Linked DNA regions of Oryctolagus cuniculus: region 1 is linked to region 2. A link is a contact called in public Hi-C data. All regions are on one chromosome and are shown on one strand. Each heading gives the region's core, a stretch centred on a gene start, on an enhancer-like site or on the middle of the called end of the contact. The rest is flanking DNA. Distances are from core to core; before and after follow the strand shown. Region 1 overlaps LOC100344331 (mitochondrial adenyl nucleotide antiporter SLC25A24). Region 2 holds the start of EEIG2 (EEIG family member 2).

Region 1 (4,765 bases), core at 2,093-4,592, 41 kb after region 2:
TTAGCCAAGTGCGTGATCTTAATACAGGTTGGATGAATGTCATGTTGAGGCACTGTTTGCAATTGTTTATTTCTTCATTTGTTATTTTTACGAAGTTCTATATTTCACAATTATTACTACATGGAGTTAAAGTAAAGTAAGCATTTCTAATATTTTAATTTCATATATAGAATCCCAACTTTATTTTTTCAACAGATCTATCTATCTATCTGAGTTACAGATAGAGAGGGAAACAGAGAGATAGATCTTTCACCTACTGGTTCACTCCCTGAACCAGCAAATGAAAACCAGAAGCCAGGAGCTTCTTCCAGGTCTCCCAAGTGGCTAACAGGGTCCCAAGCACTTGAGCCATCTCCTGCTGCTTTTCCCAGCCATCAGCAGGGAGCTTGATCAGAAATAGAGCAACTGGGTCACAAACTGGCACCCATGTGGGATGTTGGCATTGTGGGTGGCAGCTTTACCTGCTATGATACAACACTGGGCTCTAAAATCCTAACTTCAAAAAATATTCTAACTTAAATATAATTAGAAATTTCAAGCACTATATTCCTAGTCATTTTGATTATAGTTTACCATGGATATTTTTATGGTTATCCATTATTCTGAATAGTTATACATTATTAACTGGGAATTTTTATTGGTTAGAACCAGGTTCAATTACGGGATGGCAGAAACTGAAAAAGCAGTGGCTTAAGGTCTGAATTTATTTTCGAGTTTGTTTCTGTTACACATAAACCTATACAGTCAAGGAAGGGCTGACATCAAGTTTCCATAGTCATCAGGATCCTGGCTCCTTCTGTCTCACTGCGCCATCACCCATAACCTGCATGCACTAAGTGGAATAAATAGGTTTAGAGTCTCTGGGGGCTGTAGACTAGAATAACTGCTTGCTGTAGCAGGATAAAGCTTGATATATTGGTAAATCTGATGGAAGCTGCTGATGTAATGGTGCATTACAGCTATGTAAGACTTTTTAAAAAATTCATTAATTTTAAAATTTTATTTGAAGGGGCTGGGACCATCTTTCCCTGCTTTCCCAGGAGCATTAGCAGGGAGCCTGTTTGGAAGTGGAGCAGATGGGACTAGAACTGGTGCTCATATGCCAGCTTAATCGGTTGTGCCACAACACAATCTCCTCAAGCAGCATCTTAACCACTGTGCTAGACATCCACCCCTGTGTGCCCAATTCTTAGCTACACGATGTATAAATTTCACAAACTAACATCCTATAAATTAACAACACAGATTGGTACTCTCAGGGCCCAAAATCTTACCCAGTTTCTCTTCTGTTGCAGCCTTTCTATTCTCTACAATAATGATGCTCTTCTTCATCTAATCTCTTTAGACTTCTGGCCTTCACAGTCTGTCTTTATGACTCTGCCTCAATTTTTTTAAAAGATTCATTTATTCATTTGAAAGTCAGAGTTACCGAGAGAGAGGGAGAGACAGAGTGAAATCTTCCGTTTGCTGGTTTACTCCCTAGATGGCCTCAACAGCCATAGCAGGAGGCAGGAGCTTCATTCAGGTCTCCTCAGGTGGGTGCAGGGGCCCAAGTACTTGGGTAGATCATATTCCACTGCTTTCCTAGGCACATCAGCAGGGAGCTGGATCGGAAATTGAGCAGCGGGATTTGCACCTGTGCCCCCATGGGATTATGGCACTGCAGGCGGAGGCCCTACCCACTACATCACAATGCCGGCCCTTGCCTCACATCCTTACATCCTTATTCCTTCACCACAGTGCTTCGTTCTTCACTGAAGAAATAAAGTCATTGAATGGGACCATTTTTTCCATCATATCTACAGATATTCAACAGAATTTGCGCCTGTTTTTCCATTCCATTAGAGGAGGGGTGACTAGAGCTGTAATTAGCCTTTGGGTTGAAGTTGCGGAGAATGTGGAAAGTTGAACCTGAAAACAGGTTATGATTTTGCCTAATGAGTAAGAGACATGAAAGGGGGCACAGGGAGAACAGAGCATCTAAGGTTTTGGTTACGGTGATGGATCATTGAATCTAAGTGGGAGTGAAGATAGAAAGGAGGGTCAAGGAGCTCATTTATCTCTTTTCTTATTTTTCAGATTCCTTATACTTTCTGAATACTAGCTTTTGTTGGTTGTAAGAATTGTCTTTTTGTCCTATCTGTGGATTTTCTTTTTCACCTTTTTAATGATGTACTTTGCATGTTTTTGATTTTAACAAATTTGTATTTTATGGGCTAGGCCTTTGATGTTTGTTTATTTTTTTGTTTAATGTCTTAGTTTGGAACTCCTTTTCTACACTAAGTTCACAAATGTATTAGGTTTTGTTTCATAACGTTTTAGGATTTCACATTTTACATGTAGGTCTTCACTTGGAATTTATTTTTATGTGCGTTTGAGGTGAGAACCTGTTCAGTCTTTAATTAGTTCCTCACTCCTCAATTCATCAAAAATGTTGATAATCCAAAATACACTATTCAGCTTTTTCTTGTACTCAATTTTTTAGTATCATTTGGCATATTAAAAGTTCATACACTCGGCTGGCGCCGCAGCTCACTAGGCTAATCCTCCACCTTGCGGCGCCGGCACACCGGGTTGTAGTCCCAGTCAGGGTGCCGGATTCTGTCCCGGTTGCCCCTCTTCCAGGCCAGCTCTCTGCTATGGCCCGGGAGTGCAGTGGAGGATGGCCCAGGTGCTTGGGCCCTGCACCCCATGGGAGACCAGGAGAAGTACCTGGCTCCTGCCATCGGATCAGCGCGGTGCGCCGGCCGCAGCGCGCCGGCCGCGGCGGCCATTGGAGGGTGAACCAACGGCAAAGGAAGACCTTTCTCTCTGTCTCTCTCTCTCACTGTCCACTCTGCCTGTCAAAAAAAAAAAAAAAAAGTTAATACATTCTAAAAATTGCCTTCTCATGATTTCTTTAATAATACACTTTTCAGTTTTTTCCTATTTCTTTGGTAGCTCTTTCTTGGTCTCCTTGAGTAAAAATAACAGTAACTTTGATATATGAAATTATTTTTATATGCCAGGCCCTGTGTGAGTATTTTTTCCTACTTAATCCTCATAACACACAGTTCAGAAAAAACTGGCACTCCTGAGAAAAGTGAAGCCAGAGAACTGATGTGGCTTTTCCAAGGTTGTTTAGTCCAGGAAGCCTGAGTTTAGGTTGGGCTCTTACCCACTGCACTATGTTCGCTGTTTGCCTCAAAGTGGCATCTGCCTTTCAGAGTGCTTCAGAGCTTCTTCTAGAGGCCTCTTCTTTCTCTGCTTGAAGTGGACTTTTTCTCTCCTGGAGCTTTAAGAGCTATGTGTATACCAATGACTTGCACATCTATTTCCAGCTCAGACCTCTTTCCTGAGCTGTGCATGCAGATTGACTACTTGCCTGACTCACAGGCATCTCAAACTTAGCATGTCTAAAACTGAACCCTTGGTCCTACCCCCAGTCTATCCCCTCCATCCCAGACTGGCAACTCCATCTACAGTGGTGTCTCATTCATACCTGAAACCTCAAAGTTATTTTTGGTTCCATTCTCTCCTTTCATCCAATCTTTCACTAAGTTTTTTTTTTTTTTTAAGATTAATTTTATTTATTTGAAGGACAGAGTGAGAGAGAGAGAGAGAGAAACAGAGAGGTCTTCGACCATCCTCTGGTTCACTCCCCAAATGGCTGCAATAGCTGGAACTGGGCTAATCTGAAGCCAGAAGCCTGGCGCTTCTTCTGGGTCTCCCACACGGGTGCAGGGGCCCAAGGACTTAGGCCATCTTCTACTGCTTTCTCAGGCCATAGCAGAGAGCTGGATCGGAAATGGAGCACCCAGGACTCGAACTGGCACCCATATGGGATGCTGGCACTGCAAATGGCAGCTTTACCCGCTAAGCCACAGCGCCAGCCCCTACAAAGTTCTTTGATTTCTACCTTTAAGACACATGATCTGTCTGGTTCTGTCTCTCCACTACCACCACTCCAGTTCAGGCTGATCACCTCATGAATCTAACTGGTCTCCTCACACCAGTTCTTGCCTTTTCTTCCAGCCTCCACACAGTAGCTAGAGGGATTTCTCGCATTGTGAATTAAATCATGTTGTTCTGCTGCCCCAAATTCTTAAATGGTTCCTGGCATAGCAGCCATATCATTCAGCAGTACTCAGTGTCCTTCCTTGTGGGAGGACATGTGGTCAGGAGGGCATGTCACTTGCTTTGGGTAAGGAAATGTGCACAGAAATCGTGTGTGCACCCACAGGCAGAAGCTTTCAGAGTGCAGCGTGCTTCTCCAGCTCACCCTTCTTCTGCCATGGCCACCAGCAGTGTTCCAGATAGTGGCTGCATTGGCTCTAGAGTAAAGAAAAGAAATGCCAGGTGCAGAGCGGACTACTGACCTATGATGGACACAGGTCTGAATGAAATATTTGCCCCATAGGCCACTGAGATTTGGTGGTTGTTTGTTATTGCAGCATAACTTTGTTAGTCCTGACTAATATACTTTTATATTGCTCTTGAAAAAATCTAGGATCTTTCATATGGCCTATGGTGCTATGCATGATTTGATCCCTGTCTGCATGTCTAATCTCAGCTTGTACCACTCTTTCTGTTGTTCGTTATTTTCTGGTCACTTTAGTGTCCTTTGGTTCTTGATTTTCCAATTTCTTTTTCTTCTCAGGCATATTAAAAGTACAAGGAGAGGGGCTGGTGCTGCGGCATAGTAGGCTAAGCCTCTGCCTGTGGCACTGGCATCCCATATGGGTACTGGTTTGGTTTGTATCCCAGATGTTCCTCTTCTGATCCA
Region 2 (4,774 bases), core at 759-3,258:
TTAAATCAAACAGTACATTTGAAAGGCCCATGTGTGTCTGCTGAATAAATGCCTGCAACCGTGAAATAATGGACTTGTGAGAAATAAGCCAAATCAGTATTTGGAGGGAGGAAGAAGGAGGTAGTGGAGGAGTGTCCCAACCACCAGGTGTCACCACTGGTCCAGGAGCACTGGTCTAACTGTCCCAGCTGGGGTGTGGGACACTGCAGGGAAACTGCCTAGGCCTCAGGGGAAGGCTGTCACCTGCACCCACAAGACACTGCCCAGCTACCTTAGGCTCTTCAATGTCGTTAAGAGCTGGAGCCATTCTAGTTTACACTGTCAGGTACATTAAAAATAACTATAATATAATTAATTAGTTGGATTGCCACAAATTTATCATCACAGCTTAAGGACAAAAGCTATCCGTGGAGGACTTTCTTAATTTTGAGAATCAATAGCGTTTCATATCTCCTTTGGCTTAGCCAATGAGATATTTTCGGCATCTACAGGCTTCCATAATGCCACTGCCAACAATCTTCTGGCCCCAATTCCACAACTTATTGACATTATTTCCTGTACATTATTAATACGATGACAAATAAAAGTAGAGGCTTTTTAGGGTAACAACGAAGACTATGCCCAGTATATTCGAAGACAAAATAAACATTAACTATTAATCCTCCTTGATCTCAGGAACTCTAAAGGTCACGTTAAAAAAAATGCTTTTGAAAATCTTCTTGGAAAGAAAAACACCTTTGGGGGTAATCTGTCAACCTGTGGCTAGCCCTGAAGTTACTCAAGGGACAGTGCCACACTGGCTCATTCTGTAACCTGCTCACAACCCCCTCCCCTCTCCCCGGGAGTGAGCTCCTTCCTCAATGAGGGCAGGGCCCTCTGAGGCTAAGCCCTCCACACCGAGCCCCACTAGTGGCCACTGCCAGATGGGTAACTCACGGAGGATGCGCCGCTGCACGATGAGAGAGACTTGCGTCGCCCGCCAGGAACAGTTGACTCAAGTCAAGCCTGACCAGGCCAAGCCTGGCCTCGAAGTGTGCGCCCAAGTCCCCGCCTAACCCACAAGGGACAGGCAGTTAGGCTAAGCACAGGCTCGGGCAGTCTGCGATATTTTTTGTTTGTAACAACAGCTCAACCCCCTCGTTGCACTGCACCAAGAGAACACAGAAGCATCCTCTCCCCGTGGCCATCGCTCCCATTCCTCGTGAACTTGGGAGGGCACAGCGGCCACCAGATGCCATCCCGAGGGAGGAGCGCAGGAGCCAAGGCCATGGGGATGAACCCATCTGCGAAAGCACTTCGTGCCGATCAATAACTCCTGATTCCAGACGGGTCCCCGCCGAGGGCGGCGGGCTCCCGAGGCTGGCCGCCCTGCTGGAGCAGAGGCGCCGAGGTTCGAGATGCTGCCCTTCCGCCAAGCCCCTGAGGGCGGGCGGCTCGCGAGAGCTGGGGGCGCGGGGGGCGCCTTACCTGGAGGACTCGGCCGTGAAGCTGCCGCCGTCCAGCAGCCGCATCTTGCAGAAGAGGACCCCATTGACGAAGGGCACCGAGGAGAGCTCCTCGAGCTCGAAGTCCACCTTAAACTTAAACTTCTTCTTCTTCATCATCATGAGAGCCAGGCGCCGGCGAGCGGGGTGCGGGGGTGGCCCCAAGGGGCGCGCAGGCAGGCGCCGCCGCCTTAGCTCGGCCGAGCCCCGGATCCGCCCAGCCCCATGGCCGGGGCCGCGAGCTGCGCGCGGGGGCGCGGCCGGGGGGCGCCGCAGGCCGGCCGGGGCCGAGGCGGCGGCCGCCGCCGCCGCCTCTCGCGGCAGTCCGGGCCGGAGTGAGGCGGCGGCTGCGGCGCGGACCCCGGCCGCCCGCGGGGTCTGTTCGTGCTGCAGCTCGCCCGGGGAGGGGTGCGCCTTTTCGGTGCTCAGCTCCCCGCCGTCGCCGTTCGTCTGAGAGCCTGGAGAGGAAAAGCTCGGAGAACGGCCACCACCGCTGCCGCCGCCTCAGCGCCTCGGGGCCTCGGGCGCCCCCAGCGGCCGCGGCCTGCAGTGCAGCCTGGGGCGGAAGCGGGAGGGAGGGCGGGGAAATTCGCGGCGGGCGGACGCTTCGCGGGGGAAGCTAACCCGCGACGGCAGTTAACACGTCACGCCTCTCGGGGGTTAAAAAAAGACAAACTCAACCAAAAAAAGCTTCCTTCTACTGCTTCCTGTCCGCCTTTCCTTTCAGCTTCTGCACCGCCTCTTTCCTCTCCCTCCCTCTCCAGTGATTCTTTTCCCTTGGGTTTGAGAGACCTGGGTTAGGAGGCGCAACCAGGCTCCACAACATTGTTTTAGTACAATGGAAATCCTAAAACGAAAATTTCCCTCAGGTACTCTAAATTCACCAGCCTTCGATGCAGATGAGGCCGGGAAAAGGAATGGGATTAAAATGTGTTGAGGTCTTGCCACGTCCCAGGAACTGTGCTGCTACAGGCGTCTGTTCTTATTGTATCCTGTCTCCTGAGACAAAAGTACAAAAGGAATTCAAATAATATCCTCTTTTTAAGAATTTATGTGGCTATGCTGAGAACTGGAGTGTCTGAAATCAAATTCTGCAGGGCAGGCTTAAAAACAACAACAACAAAATCCACCTCTCCCTCGAAGAGCAATTATCTGTCTTCTGTGAGCCTGTACAGTATCTATTATTGCAATCATGTGGTTTAGTTGGTTACATAATGTGTTGGTTTTTAAACTGAATTTTTGTCCTTTTAACGCAAAGGTTGGCTGGTGGTAATCTCTGAAAGTGTGACTGAAAAGATTATCCTCTCATTTATTCATTCATATAAAATATTTTAATTGTCTAAAATGTCAGTCACTGGCTACACCCAATGATCAAAAAAACAACGACTTCCCTGAAGGATTTTACAGTATCAGTATTCCAAGTTTTTGCCCCCTACAAAGGTAAGAATTCAAAGCAGAGGCATACATACAATGCGCAAGTGAGAGCAGGATTTATCTGAAAGAGAGAGAGGGAGTGAATATACATTCACGCCTGAGCGCGGGCCACCCCTGGTGGAGAGATGCCTGTCATGAGTGGGCCCGAGGGTTGCCTATGAGGAGACAGGGGGAGGAGGCCAGAGAAAGACCCATTCACACGGCTCAGAAGCAAAAGAAAGACTACTCCCATATTCAGTCTCTTTTAGGAGATAGGGGGTGGGGCCCTATTTGAATATACAAATTGTGTGGAGTGAAGTGTGTGTAGGGCTTTTTTGGGAGTTTCCTGGGCTTCCAAGTGGAGCTTAACTTCCACGTGGCATCTGGTCCCAGGTGAGATACAGCTGCATCATTGGAAATTGGGCTTTCTGGATTGACAGGTCAAGGGTGGAGTTACAATGTAGAGTACACAGAAATTATGAAAAAAATGTACCAGCTTGATTTATTCCCACCTAACTCCCTGCTTAGTTCCCCCATATTGTGAAGATCCAGAGTCAAGGTTTAGAAGTTTGGAGGGGGTTGGCGCTGTGGCGTAGAAGGTAAAGCCGCTGCCTGTAGTGCTGGCATCCCATATGGGTGCCAATTTGAGTCTCGGGTGCTCCATTTCCCATTCAGCTCTCTGCTATGACCTGGAAAGCAGTGGAAGAGGGTGACCTTACACCTACATGGGAGGCCCTGAAGAAGCTCCTTGCTCCTGGCATTGCAGCCATTTGGGGAGTGAACCAATAGATGGAAGACACCTCTCTCTCTCTCTCTCTCGGCCACTGCCTCTCTGTAACTCTTTCAAATAAATAAATAAATCTTTAAAAAAAAAAACAAAAAGTTTGGAGGTAAAGAGACAGTAGGAAGAGGCGGGGACTTTGGTTTATAGCTTGGATACCTGCATGGACGTTAGTTAATTCTGTTCACTGAGCTGGAAGAGGAGGGCAGATTGGGAAAGGAAGAGAGAAATGGGTCTTTATCTGAACTGCTTCCCAGGAGAGAGGGGCAGCCGTATCTCAGGTGAAAGGTTAAGACTGAACATATGCATTGGATATCAGGGAGAAGCTCAAAAGATGGGTGAGAATGAGTTCCTCTGAAGAATATATGTAACAGGTAGACTGAGGAAGAAGAGATTGAGAAGACCTCTGAAAAGGAGTCAGAGAAACAGATGGCCTGGAAGTCAAGAGAGAATTTTAGTCGTCTAACGTTCAGCTATTCTGACCTACTGAGTGCTAGGCACTATGTTGGGGACTAGAGACATACATAGACACACAGGGCTTGTAATCAAAGGGAGTTCTGCAATCTTCAAGTAAAGCACTAGGAACTCTCGCGAGATCCTACGCCTGCCTCGTGCGCCCGGGAAACCCCGTCGCTCCCTTTCCCCTGGCTGGCAACGCGGAGCCGCACGAGGCCTGGAGTTACCATAAAGGACATCAACCAGCAGGAGTTCGTCAGAGCTGTGGCAGCCTTCCTCAAAGAGTCCGGGAAGCTGAAAGTCCCCGAGTGGGTGGACACCGTCAAGCTAGCCAAGCACAAGGAGCTTGCCCTCTACGAGGAGAACTGGTTCTACCCGCGAGCGGCTTCCAGAGTGTGGCACCTGCATCTGTGGGGCGGTGCTGGCGTTGGCTCCATGACCAAGATCTACGGGGGTGGCAGAGGAATGGCATCATACCCAGCCACTTCAGCCGTGGCTCCACGAGTGTGGCCCGCCGCGTCCTGCAGGCCCTGGAGGGGCTGAAGATGGTGGAAAAGGACCAGGATGGGGGGCTGCACACTGGCACCTCAGGGACAAAGAGATCTGGACACAATCGCCGGACAGGTGGCAGCTGCCAACA

The links. Hi-C and Micro-C count contacts between places; a contact is called where the count stands out from the background.
Region 1: a Hi-C map of embryonic fibroblasts shows a contact between it and region 2, with 1.8 times the contacts expected there. The contact joins the enhancer-like site here to the promoter of EEIG2 in region 2. A contact is called at or near these places in 6 of 6 Hi-C or Micro-C datasets (ear pinna, embryonic fibroblasts, liver and 3 more).

What each region holds. Positions count from the first base shown.
Region 1 is chr7:61,915,694-61,920,458 of mOryCun1.1, forward strand. All of the region lies in intron 2 of LOC100344331 (mitochondrial adenyl nucleotide antiporter SLC25A24), which reads left to right. Among named protein-coding and RNA genes, the nearest start is that of EEIG2, 40 kb to the left of the region's middle. Within about 2 kb of position 3,343, at least 1 of the 8 cell types and tissues checked has an H3K27ac peak or open chromatin away from gene starts, as enhancers often do.
Region 2 is chr7:61,875,929-61,880,702 of mOryCun1.1, forward strand. It overlaps EEIG2 (EEIG family member 2), which reads right to left and starts at 2,009. Exons shown (of 11, transcript XM_002715816.5): 1 at 1,468-2,009. The coding sequence starts at 1,607. It overlaps LOC100344331 (mitochondrial adenyl nucleotide antiporter SLC25A24), which reads left to right and starts at 4,468. Exons shown (of 11, transcript XM_051856215.2): 1 at 4,468-4,774.